Regions from separate parts of the Capsicum annuum genome. Here region 1 is linked to region 2. Evidence: chromatin contacts called from public Hi-C data. All regions are on one chromosome and are shown on one strand. Each heading gives the region's core, a stretch centred on a gene start, on an enhancer-like site or on the middle of the called end of the contact. The rest is flanking DNA. Distances are from core to core; before and after follow the strand shown.

The links. A called contact is a pair of places that touch in the nucleus more often than the background predicts.
Region 1: a Hi-C map of placenta shows a contact between it and region 2, with 3 times the contacts expected there. The contact joins the promoter of LOC107851198 here to the enhancer-like site in region 2. A contact is called at or near these places in 2 of 5 Hi-C or Micro-C datasets (leaf and placenta).

What each region holds. Positions count from the first base shown.
Region 1 is chr12:226,725,152-226,732,464 of UCD10Xv1.1, reverse strand. LOC107851198 (putative RNA methyltransferase At5g10620) reads left to right here and starts at 2,352. Exons shown (of 8, transcript XM_016696137.2): 1 at 2,352-2,772; 2 at 2,977-3,014; 3 at 3,924-4,066; 4 at 6,055-6,121; 5 at 6,216-6,293; 6 at 6,490-6,635; 7 at 7,090-7,163. The coding sequence starts at 2,721. The coding sequence ends at 7,129.
Region 2 is chr12:226,673,918-226,680,530 of UCD10Xv1.1, reverse strand. No RefSeq gene overlaps it. Among protein-coding and RNA genes, the nearest start is that of LOC107849585, 18 kb to the right of the region's middle. Within about 2 kb of position 4,775, at least 5 of the 5 cell types and tissues checked have an H3K27ac peak or open chromatin away from gene starts, as enhancers often do. A contact at or near this core is called in leaf, where this site is marked.

The sequences.
Region 1 (7,313 bases), core at 1,103-3,602, 54 kb before region 2:
ATATACACAAAATAAGCCCCACAACTCATATTGTTACACATTAAAGCACATAAACAAACTACAACACATTAATTTTGAAGATAAATTAAAGACAACAAAAATTCCTAGTTCAAAACCCTAGTAAAATCGAACAATTATAAATGTCACGTGTTATATTATCACATATTGAGCATCTAAATAAACTAAAATAAATTAATTTGGACAGATTAAAGACGGCAAAATTCTAACTCAAAAAATCCTAGATCTAATTTAGGAACGAAAATAAATACTAGATCTACTATATTTAGGAACGAAAAAGCTAACCTTTTAACTGAAAATTAGTAGTTCCTACATAAACGATCGTAACCCTTAGCGTTTATCCTAGATCATACCACCTCTGTTGAAATCAATCGAATCAACTTCAAATAAAAAGAGATAAAATTAATTTTTGCTTGTCAACAATGAAAAACACATCAAAATTATTGTTTATCTCTTCTATCGGATTTAAATGTCCTAAAAAAATTAAAAGAAAAGAGGGGTGAAGAATCTTCTATCAGATTTTAATTTTTACTCTCATCAGATTGACTTTTCGTTTGGCCTTTCATTTTCATCGGGTTAGGATAAAATATTAGAGTTGGGTCGGGTTGGGTTAGATGGGTTAAAATAGCAATAGGGTCGGGTTAGGTTTTTAATAAAATAGAAAAATTAGATTAGACATGTGGCATCACAAGAGGGCGAGTGGAGTGCACTCCACTCATTAAACTTGGGCATGCGTGTCTTGGGGAGGTAATAATATCACTTTTATATAATTTAGGTGTGTAATAGGTCACTTCGATAGTTTAGGTGTGACTTAGACTTTTCTTGTATAGTTTGGGGTGGAAACGACGTCTTTTCCCCAAAAAAGAAGCAAAATATGGTATTTTGATATGTATGAGGGGATGAGAGAGAAAGAGTAAATTCAAGGTATTTTATGTAATTAATAAGGGATTTTTGTAATTACTTTGAGGATTTGGGATTTTATATAATACTTAATTGTTAACTTGTATATATATAATGAAAGTATTTACATAAATCTTAGATGACTTTCTCTCTCCCGATTTTGGTAAAATACATATACATATTGTTGACCCTCATATGTTGCTTTAATGTATGAGAAATCTGTTTAGCTTATATTTATGGAAAGAAAAATCAGATAAGATGATTCTATTGCTTCATTAACGAAATTAATTAACTCTTCTGATTTATTGGATGCTTAAAAATAGTAACTGAAATTCAAATTCAAAAAATATCCTTAAACATCACCATAATTTTTTCTTTCATAAATAAAATTCAAATTCAAAAAATATCTTTAAACATTACCATAATATATATATATATATACCATAATTTATTTTCCTATACATAAGATACATATTTATAATTTGTTTTAATATATTAGTTTTCATCGTAATTGCAATATATTAAATGTATAAAAAACATTGGTAACTAAAAATAGTAGTTTCCTATATAGAGTCGTCAATATGGTCCAGGCTCAATCCAGCGTGTGATTTGATGGAGTTGGGCTTCAGTTTTTGCAGCTCATTTAAGAATAAAGCTTTTTAGCTTTGCCCGAATAAGCTCGTGGCCCGTGGGGCTTGAGCAATGTGGGTTGGGCTAGCCCGTGGGTCGGTTCGTAAGTCAAATACATGCAACTATTTAAATTGTTTATTAGTATTTTTATTTGGTTTGAAGGATATCATGTAAAAAGTTATTTAATTTTGCTATTAGGAGTATTTTTTGGGGGTGTTGGAGACTTGATTAACAAGTATTAACACTATATAATATTGTCTGATAATATTTATGTTTATTAACATTTTAAAATTAATTTCTAAAATATTATCTTTTTAAAAGTGGGTTGGCCCGTGAGGCCCATGACCCACAAAGTAATGGTGTGGGCTTGACTTTTTTGGCCCATCATTTTGATGGACAACTTAATGGAATAGATGCAGACATCAAACTTTTTCACCAAGCTGCAACTGACAGAAGTGATTCAACGAAACCAGAGAAACAAGTGTCACTTTGTTCAGATTTAATTGTAGAAGAAGATGAGGTTAATCACTTTGTTCAGATAGTTCATGAAATTTAAAAAATTTGAAACTCCCAAATCACGTATGCTTGAAAATAGACGTAGGGAGTGCACTAACGGAGCAAAAACCGGTGCACAAAAAAAGGAGTAAAATATGGTATGTTGATATGTAAGAGGGGATGAGAGAGAAAGAGTAAATTCAAGGTATTTTATGTAATTAATAAGGGATTTTTGTAATTATTTTGAGGATTTGAAATTTTATATAATACTTAATTGTTATCTTATGCATATATGTAATTTTTCCTAAAAATAAATTATTTTATAAAAGTAGTGAATTGGGTACGTAGTCGCGTTTATTAAGAAGTGTTTTACCTCACAATATAGAACTTCTCGGTGTAAATTCAGATTTATATTTTATCTCCAATAGAGGACTTCTCGATGCTAGTTTGGATTGACTCGAACTCCAATTTGAATCTTTATTGTTGCGAGGCTAATAATGATTATATTTTTGTTTTTGTAGAGGGTAAATATGACCTTTTCCACCTGAAAAATTGAAAAAACCCAACTAACTTTTTTTTTTCTTAGTTTGAAAAAACTCAAAAAATTCAGCTGCAAAATTTTCTGCATATTAAAGCTTATTAGATAAGATAAATAAAATTCAATTTGTTCAGCAAAAATGGCAGTGTTTCATGTAGCCAGTCTCAACTCCAAGCTTTCACTTCCTTCAGGTTCCTCAATCTTAGTTTCTTTTTTATTTTTACATAAATTAATTTATTTTAGCCGGTATACATAAATTATACATTAATATACATGTTCTTTAAGCTATTTTTTAATTTAAGCGATTGGATAAACAATTATTTAAGTTAATTCATCTTATACATTTTTTTAGTGTGTATTTTGGGTTTTAATTTTATTTTTTCGAATATCTCAAGGAAAGCAGCAACAGTCCAAATTCACTGGCCAATCAGTGGTAAAGTTACTTCATTTCTCTCTTTTTTTTTTCCCCTTAAAAGTAAGCTAAAGAGATTCTTGAATTTGTTTTCGTGTGACTAGGAGGTTAATTGTCTAAGCCATGAAAATAACTTTATTAGAAATGCAAAGTAAGGTTGCGTACAATAGACCTTCGTGGTTCAGCCCTTTTCCGGACCCACACATAATGTGAGTTTTAGTGCACCGGGTTGCCTTTTTAGATTCTTGAATTTGTTGTGTCATGTGACTAGGAGGCAATGAGTTCAAGCCGTGGAAAGAGGCTCTTGCATAAGGCTGCTAACAATAGACCTTGTGGTTTGGCCCTCCCTGGACTCCACATATAGCGGGAACTTTAGTATATTGGGTTGCCCTTCTAGATTCTTGAATTAATTGTGTCGTGTGATTAAGACGTAATGCGTTCAAGCGGTGGAAAGAGGCTCTCGCATAAGGCTGTTAACAATAGACCTTGTGGTTTCGCCCTTCCCGGACTCCACATATAGCGGGAAGTTTAGTATATTGGGCTGCCCTTTTAGATTCTTGAATTAGTTGTGTCTGTGATTAGGAGGTAATGAGGTCAAGCGGTGGAAAGAGGCTCTCGCATAAGGTTGCTAACAGTAGACCCTTATGGTCTGGCCCTTCCCCGGACTCTGCATATAGCGGGAACTTTAGTATACTGGGCTGCCATTTAGATTCTTGAATTTGTTGTGTCGTGTGACTAGGAGGTAATGAGTTCAAGCCATGGAAGGAGGCTCTCGCATAAGGCTGCTAAAATAGACCCTTGTGGTCTGGCCCTCCTCGGACTCCGCATATAGCGGGAACTTTAGAATACTGGGCTGCCCTTCTAGATTCTTGAATTTATCTATACAAACGGAAGGTTGCATTTTTTTTTTTTTTGCTGGTTTTGATACAGAGAGCAATACCTATACGCATATTAACTGTTGGAAAGAAGCGGTCACAAGGAGTGCAGTTAATAGTTGATGAGTACATGAAGAAGCTAAGGCATTATTGTAGTGTTGATGATGTTCGCATCAAGTCTAATCCTAAAAATGCACGGTATGTTGAAATGTTGTCCTTCTTTTTGGTATATTTCAATTGGAAATTGGTGAAAATTTGTGAGTTATGGTCTTTGTTCAACACTAAATGACTAGGGGCTGAGCCAGGTAGGGTTGAGGGGGTGCATTGGCACTGTTTACATTGTAACATTATTTTTTATGCATATATAGTAGACGCTGAACCCCTTTTGCATTTTTCGGGCGTTTACTTCTCTCGTGTTTCGAACCCCCTTAGTGTGAATCTTGGTTCTTCCACTGCTAGATTTTGTGGTCGTTTTGCTTAGGCATTAAGATATTGAAGTGATTGGACCTTCCAACAAAATAACAACGACCAGTCAATCTCAAAATAACACCTCATCCTCCCTAGATCTCGCTTTGTGAGACTATACTGGTATGTTGCAGTGTTGGTGCGCTTAGACTTGAAATGAGGCTCAAAACGCGTTGAGCGCTTTGTGTCGTATTAATGGGCGCTTCAGTGTTGTCATCAAGGTTCTAAAGCATACTTTTCCTTGTCAATAAGCCTCTTCAGAAGAGGCGATACTAAACAATTGATATTTCATTTTGTCGTAATTTTTTCTTTAATTTATTTGTTCATATATCTGTCATACACTAGGTGTTTTTTTCTCATCTGTTCTAGCCTTGGTGGACAGAGTTACCTGGTACCTGTTGGTGGTGGGAGGTGGCAGGTATCCCGTGGATTTAGTCGAGGTGCGCGCAAGCTGGCTCGGACACCACGGTTATCAAAAAACAAACAAAAAAAAGAATTCAAGCTTATACTGCTACTCTTGGACTAAAATATATGTATTTGTAAATTTTCTCCCGCTGAACCTTTTTCATTAAATCCCACGTTCTATTTGCGCGTTGTGCTTAATGCCCCAACGGACCTTAGAGTTTTTTTGAGCTTTTGTTGTTATTGTTGTAATGATAAAGGGGGCGGGCACATTATTTCCGAGTTCTATAGCCTGCCTTTGAAACTCAATCAGAATGAATTTATCTGTCATAATGAAAAGCCAGACGTGGTGGTCCAATTCACTTATCATTAAGAACTTGAAGTGAATGCACCCTCCAAAAACAAATTAAAACATTAGGTGGTTCGATAATTCCGTATCGTTACATTAGAATTATTTACAGATATTCCAATGTCCCTACTGGAATCAGTATGCGCATGGCACGAGCACTCCAATGCATTAGCTCCGAAGACAGTGAGACTTCAACGCCACGCTCGCCTTGAGGCATTTATAGGTTTCCAATTTCCTTGTACAAGAGAAATTTCGGATAACTTTGCTTTTGACATTAAGCCTTAAAATAATGAAACTGTGCTGCCCTAACTGTCTAATTTCATGCATGTTGTTTTCTTTTACTGTCTTGTACTTCTTGAAGGTGGAATTTTATATAACACCATAAATAAAGTGATAGTGTTTGTCATCAAATCCCAGCTGTTTTTGTTTTTTGTGTAGCTTGTTTCATTCCCAAGCTTGTTACCAATCCCCTGCTACTTTTGGTCTGTGTTGGTGCGACTACAAAATTGTTAAGAATTTAAACGGGGATGGTATGCCATAACTTGAAAAGTTGGAAAACTATGAGGCTGGAAAGCTTCCTACTGATGAATGAAACAGAACCCAAAATGTCAATCTTTAATGTTGGGCTGATTTACATACCAATATGCTATGATCTAATTAGCACTTGTTCTTGACAAAAATCAGCTTATTCTTGTGCTGTACTTTGTCCTTCCCAGTCAGCACATTACTATGTCGTACCTTGCTATATGGCTGAGTTCTGTTTTATTTAACGACTTATGGAATCAGTTGAATGTCTATTTCCTAGTGCTGTACGTGTTTGAATTCTTTTGATTCATTGTCATTTTTCTTTAGTAGATCTAGTGGCTTGATTTGTTATCGTCTATCTATATTTCAAATTTTGCTTCTGTCGCTGCTTAGCCTTCAGCGTTTGGAGAAGTCTCTTGAATCTTGTTATTTACGTTTGAAACAGTGATGTAGTGGCTCAAATTGAGCATGAGGACATTGCTGTCATGGGCCTCATCAGGCCTGATGAATGGGTAAGCGTTCGGAAGTATTTAGAAAGTAAAAATTACCCTTGTACCTTATTTTTCTTTTGGAAGTCTCTCACTGTCCGTTATCTGTTTAAAACAGGTTGTAATGTTGGATGAGCGTGGTCATGATGTGGGATCTGAGCAGATGGCTTCTTTAATTGGGGATGCTGGAAACAAGGTGAGTGACGCAACTTCACGGCAGAATCTTTTGTTCCTGGTATCATATAATATGGTTCTGCAGTAAATCTCCCTAGAGAAATGAAAGTTCTTACCCGAAATGACCTTGCATATTTTAACGTCATCACTAGGAAGGGGATCTATGCGAAAAAAATAGACACTAGAATTTTGAATGATTCTTCTCCTCCATCTTGTAGGGAGCGCCAAGCTTACTCTTTTGCATTGGTGGACCTTATGGACATGGAAGACAATTGCGAGAGCGAGCTAACGTATCAGTCAAATTGTCATCCTTAGTCTTGAATCATGAGATTGCCTTAGTTGTACTTATAGAGCAACTTTACAGGTGAGAGACTAGTACAAACTATTATTCTTTGAAGTGTTCGTCCCCCCTACCCCCACACCCCAACCCCACCGCTCATGTCTGGAAATTTTTCGATGTTGAGAACATAGTTACACAACTTGAAGTATTTATGCATCCTAGTCGTTCTGTACTCATTTCATTAGCCTTTCGAACTAAAAGGCAAACATCTATTCTCTGTCTCTCCGTATTAGACACTGAGATAGGATTATTAATCAAGCAAAAACCTCTTGGAAACGAGATTCAATGACATGTATTCTATAACTTCAGTGGACAGTGTGCTGAAATGGCGAGCCACCTAATCCTCGCTTCCCTTCTTTATAGTTTTTTTCATCCATTTATGTAAGAAATGTTTTAGCTCAAATGTAATTGTTTGTCTAGTATGTACATACATGAATTTCCAGAAGCTTATTGATACATTGTCTGAATATTTTGACAGAGGATGGACTATTCTTAAAGGACAGAAATATCATCACTAGACGGTGATGTCTTAACCATGATGAACCAATACAGGTACGGATAGTACTTCTGCCTAAATATTTTGAACTTCTATTCTATTTCCGTCTTGATGCCTTGTGATTTAAGTTTAATAAGATCAGGTTTTAGCATACGCGTTGTATTCGCCTTGAGTAATGGTTTAGTTTCTTGATTAAAAACGAGCTT
Region 2 (6,613 bases), core at 3,526-6,025:
CATTTTCCTTCATTTTGAATGCCTCCTACTCAGTGAAAAGAAGAGAAATCTTAAATTTTCTTACCTGAGAGGTACCCTCGTGTGCATTTACCAATGCATCCCAAGTTTGCTTAGTAGTGGTGCAAGTTGACACCCTGTTGTATTTAGCAGGTCCTAGTCCACAGACTAGGATGTTCTTAGATTTTGTATTTTTCCTTAATGCCACTAAGTCATCAGCAGTAAATTCATTCCTTACCTTATTCACTTGTTCACCATCAACCATCTTCATTAGAATGGTAGGACCATCAGTAATTCTATCCCACCATTCATAGTCTTCACCTTGGATGAACATCTCCATCCTGGCTTTCCACCAGATAAAGTGAGAACCATCAAAGAGTGGAGGTCTAGTGATTGACTGACCTTCACTATGACTAGTAGGAGGTGCGGAATTCATCATTGTGATTTTTTCTTAGGTGCTAACATTATTTAAGACAACCTCGCTTTGATACCATTTGTTAAGAAATGCGAGCCCTACTAGTTTTAATATTAGACTCTACTAGTTGCCTATCAGTGAAACAAGTAAGCTAACGTGGTTCTCAAAAGTAAAACTTAAACACAATATTTTTACGTGGAAAACACCCGGATCAAGAAAGATGTAAAAAACCACGACCTATACCTCTACAGGATTTAACCCCAACTTCACTATATCACTTGAGCCTCAACAATCAACAAATCACAAGACTTCTTGTAAACTAGGAATTAAAACTTCTAACTCCTATTTCTACAAAAACACAAATCTTCTCAAGTGTTCCCAAGTCTTCAAGTTCCCCATCTTGAAGACGTTTAATCCTAACTCAGTTTATACTTCACTGAGACTAGAGATTACAACTCAATATGACTCAATGACCAACCTATTACACAAAGTCTATGAATCTAAGTAAATGACCAGGTTGCTCTAATAGCTCCTTCAAATTGTAGAACTGATTTGCTGATTGTTGACTATCTTTTCAGTGCATCAGTGAAATACTTTGAATGTCGTTTGTTCTATTTCAGTCAACTCCTGATAGAGTCCTTTAGTTGATGTACTCTTCTATCTTCAATAAGACTCGCAGGTAGTTTCACTCCTTTGTTGCTGCCGTCTCTCTCTCCTAGATTGAGTAGGACTCTTCTCCTTTATCCCTTAGTCTTGTAGAACTCCTTAATCAACTCAACTTCTAGATGCTGCATTTATCTTCTCCTTAATCGTAGTATTTGAAACAATTTTGAGTTTCTTTGCTTATCCACTTTTGTCCTAATGCATTGTCAGCCTTGCATCAACTTCAACAGGTAGTTCATGTGAGCACCAGTAGATTCACTTGTGTGGAACAGCTTGCACAACATGTTTCATTCATCTGACCATCATCAAAACCTCACATTCCCCAACACTACTCTTTAAATAGACGTAATGTACGATTTATATAGAGTATCCTCCAAGTACCGTGTACGATAGAGTAGTCTTCAAGAAACCTAACACGATTTGACTCATCTTGTACAGTCCCATAAATTTTTTATGTCTATAATATTAGTAGATGCAATTATAATATATTTGATATACTTCTATAGATTTTGTAAAATATAAATTTCTTGTATACAAATTGTGCACTTAATCAATAAAATAAAACTTCAGATAGTCAGTTACCTGGACTACTAAAATTTCTTGATAAAATTTTATAACTAATGCCACAATTTTATTCTAGTTTCATTTTTCCTTAAAGAATGGTGGTAAGGAACTTGTTGTATAATTAAGTTTCATAATCCAATTTCACCTAATTTTCCACTAAATTAAAGGTCATGCCAAAGAAACCAATTCACCTAATTTCATCAAAGATCAAAGTCATGCCTTGCACGGGGAAATAATATTTTAATATTTCTTAAGTACTTCTTATTGTTTTATTATATTTTTCAATATTTGACATTTGAGTGAGTCAATATATTTGTTCATATATGTAAATGTTAGTGGCATGCTTACATGATATGAAAGAACAGTACAAATAATATTTATGATTAATACATAGTCTATTTTTTTAATTTATCACAATATTTTATTTACACAATTGAAATAAGCTATGTTCTTAAACACTTACTTCTCATAAAATATTTCAATTAGACACTTTCAGTTTTTTTTTGGTACGTATATTATTGTTCATCTATTAGGTAGTTAAACAACCTCCTTTTTTACGTCTCATGCTTCCCCACGTGGTGACATGCGGGCGAGAAAAAGGAAAGAGAGGAATGGCGTTTCTCTCACTTTTGGCAAGCTATTGGCTTAGTGGTAAAGCGCGTCCCTGATAATTGCGTTACTGTGTCTGGCTATGAGGGCTATCAGTCATATGGATAGTTTAATGTGCTCATCGGCGCTTGATCGTGAGATGTGGATTATTCAAGGTATATTAGCATGACGTACTCCTCCTGTTCGAATCGGAATTTGAAGCCAAACTCCTCCTCAAGAGGATAGATGGGGCGATTCGGGTGAGATCCAATATTGATCCAACTTTTGATTCTCTCAGGCGGTCCGAAATGAACCTCCACAACTCTTCTCTTATCGAGAATCCATACATCCCTTATCAGTGTATGGACACCTATCTCTCGAGCAAAAGTTTACATTTGGCGTCAATGGAAAAATAAAATGGAGCACCTAACAAAGCATCTCACAGACCAAGAACCACAAGATCACCCCTTTTACCTCAATTAGTTGTAAAACCCAGGTGTTTTCTACTTGATCAGGTTGATGTGTATAATTAAAGAAGATGACTTATTTTATGTGATTAACTTAATTACTGCCTCCATTTCATTTTAGTTGGTCCTCTTTCTAAAAATAATTGTTTCAGTTTAGTTGCCCCTTTGATGAAATCGAGAAAATTTTACTATGTTCTTTCAATAATACCCTTAACACTAAATAACTAAACAAAGTGTATTTACTCACATTTATATTTGTAAAGCATAATTAAAAAGGTTAATTTGGTAAAATAAACCTCCTATTTAATATTTTCTTAATGAGTGTGTCAAATCCATAGGGGCCAACTAATATGAAATGGAGGGAGTATTTAATAGACGAATAAAAATACACATATTTTTTTTTCGAAATTTGATTTGAAAGTGTTTAATTAAGCACTTATTAAAATATTCCATTGAAACGTGATTTGGTTCGAGTACGTAAAACTGCAGATGAAATGATAAGTTTAGAGGGTTCTTTTGGTTTCCTATCCAGTGTTCGGTATCCACATTGGAGTTCGACTAATTCGAATTCGCGCCGCGTAGAGCCCCATTCAGGGGAAAGCACTCCTCCCAACAGAGTTTTCTCCATGCCCACACTCGAACCCTCGACCTCAGGTTAAGGGTGGAGCAGTCTCATCCGCTGCACCACAACCCATGTTGATAAGTTTAGAGGGTTAGCAATTTATTAATTTTAACTTTTAATTTTTCAACTCAGAATTCCATAATTAAAATTTTAAAAGGAAAAAATAATAAAGATTTATAAATTTTTTTATTTTTTATTTTTAAAAGGAAAAGCTTAGATTCATTGAACTTGAACAGTTATGGAATTAACTCGTTTTTCGCATTTTGGGACCAGAATTTAATGCAGTGATAATGGGGGTAGCTAAATTTTATGGAGGGGAAAAAATAAAGCTGAGAACAAGTTGGCCAAACTCATAAATAAATATACTAGTATTAGACTAGGGTTAAACCTATTAAGTTCATTGAATATAGACTATTGGTGGAATTACTATCAAAGATAAAAAGTCGTGATAGAGTAGTAACTATTTCTTCATTTTTAATGTTAAGTGTGAAACTGTCTTTAATACTAAGGGTTTTACCTTCAAAGCAGAACTTCATCATAAAAATCTAAATTAATCGAACTCCAAAATAAATTTTACAAACTGAATGAAAATTAAAAAAAGAAATTAAGAATTAACGTTTGAAAATATTAATTCAAAAGTTAGTCTAAATTTAAAAAGTTAGTTAGTCTCCTTACTGGTAACAAGAGTTGTCGTCGTCAAAAACAACAACAGCATATTCAGTACATTCCCTAGAAAAGGTTAAGTGTACGTAATTTATATTATTATCTCAAATGAAGTAGAGAGTTTATTTTCGATAGATTCCAACTCAAGAAAAATAACAGTATAACAAAAAAAAAAAACATAAAAGCACACAACAAAATAGGATAACACACTGCTAGATAATAAAAAAAAAGACATGTACTAATATAAACTATCTATCTAAAATCATATACATCTCCAAAACATCACGAACAAAAAACTCCAAGCGCACATACAAACAAAGCACTCTTCCCTGCTACAACACTCCTACTCACTAACCCTTTATCCTAATCTGAATCCTCCGTACCTTCCTATCAGTATTGAAAATATTTTCATATTTAAAAAAAAAAAGACAAAATAGCTCGGTGGACCCCTGTACTTGTTCCCATTTATAAAGTGAATATTTCTACTTAGCCATTTGTCATTTGAACCTCTCAACCCATCAAAATATAATATTTTGAACTCTTCTTATGCATATGTGGCATTAAATTATTGAGTTGGCAAAACACGTGTTTACATGTGTTTTTTAAATGCGGGGTACAACTTTTTTAATTTAAAAATATTTTTAAAAATTTAAAAATAATAAATATTAAAAAAAACTAAAAAGGTTTTAAAGTCCCCCAACCCCCCCCCCCCCCCCCCCCCCCCCCCCCCCGCCCAACTTCCGTTCAACACCCCCCACCCTACCCCTCACCTCCCACCGCACCCCCATCCAGCACCCCCACCCCATCTCTCACCCCTAGCCTCCTCCCCAGCACCACCTACAACCCTTCCCTCACCCCCTTCATTCGCACCAGCCACCCCTCACCCCCAACGCACCAGCCCCCATCCACCTACAGCCCTCCCCAGCCCCCTTCTTTCACAGCAACCAACCCCCCACCCCTCAATGCACCAGCCCCCCCTAAAGAAACCCCCCCAACGCACCAGCACCCCCCCTTCCAAACCAAAAAAACAACTCACTTTTTATTTTATTTTTGTAATTTTTTCTCTCAATTCAAATCCTTTCATTTTTTTTATTAAAATTTATGTTTGAAATTTTTTAATATTTTTTTTGGATTAAAATTTAAATTTGAATTGAAAGTTAGTGATAACATATATTGAAAAAATTAGTGAATTTCATGAATAAGCTTGAAAAAACTTAAAGTTTTTGTGAATTTGTTAAAGATATTCAAATTTAAAAATCGAAAATTCATTATGTTTGTATATATAAATTTATAGTTAAAAATTTAAATTAGTTGGAGAGGAATTTTAATTATTTGGAATGATTTTGATGCTTAATTTGTGAGAAAAATAAAAATATGATTATTTAAATTTTTCTACAATTTATAAAAAAAATTATATATTTAAATTTATTTTAATATTTAATTTCTTATGTAGCATTTTAAAAATGACGTGAAATTTAATGTAATTTTAGAAGTGACGTGGAAGTTAACGTGGAGGCAGTTGTGTTACACACATCGGAAAAAGATTTAAAATATTGAGTTTTATTGAGTTGGGAGTTTAGATGATAAAAGATTAAGTAGAAGTATCCACTTTACAAAGCACACCAATTATAAGAGTCCACCGAGCTATTTTGCTAAAAAAAAAAAAAAAATTAGAACAACAATTTATCGAGCCTATGATAAATAACAGTTGGATTTTGGACAATTAACTATTCAAAGGAGTAATATAGTTCAAATTTTAACAACCATAAGACGACTCAAGACCTAACACTAATGAAAATAATACTCCCTTTATTTCAAAATACATCAATTATTGGGGTATGACACATTTCTTTTTAAAAAAAAAAAGCAAGAAATAAATTAATCATATTTTTTTTCGTTATTTTCAAACTTCAAAGCATTAATAATCATGATAATAACTCTCAATACTTACTTAAATTATTCTAATTAGATTTAAAAAGATAAATTTATAATATAATCCTTATTTAATCTTCAGTATTAGTGTCTCAAACCATTTCAATTGAGTCTTCAACAATTTAAACTATTTCAATCAAATTATTCATCAACAATAGGGTCATGAACTCTTCCAATTGACTCTTCAACGATACTGTCTTGAACTTTTTCAACCGAGTCTTTCATGATCGTGTCCTGAATTATTTCAATCTAATCTTCATTTATGATAGTATCGTGAACTATTTCAATCGAATCTTCTAAATCAAAATTCATAAAATCTCTTAACTCTATTTCAAGTTTTGTTTCTCAAATTTGATATGAAGATGAATGAGAAAAGATGGAAAGATATGAACTGTCATAGTCAATGAAAATCTAAGCCACATTAATCAAAAAAACTTTCAAGAAAATTAAGTCTCTTGCAACTCAACCTAAAAATGTAGTTAATGAAAGGTAAAACTGAAAAAAAAAAATTCAACAAGTATCTTGAATAATGAACAATTCAATTATTTTAACCATTTAAAAATATTACAATAATTTAATTATTTTGAAATGAAGGGAGTAATTAATAGTAGTAGTACTTACTCCGAACACTATTTTCAATTATTTTTTTGATTCTTCATTTGGTGTCTGGTACCCGCATTGGAGTCCGACTAATTCGAATTC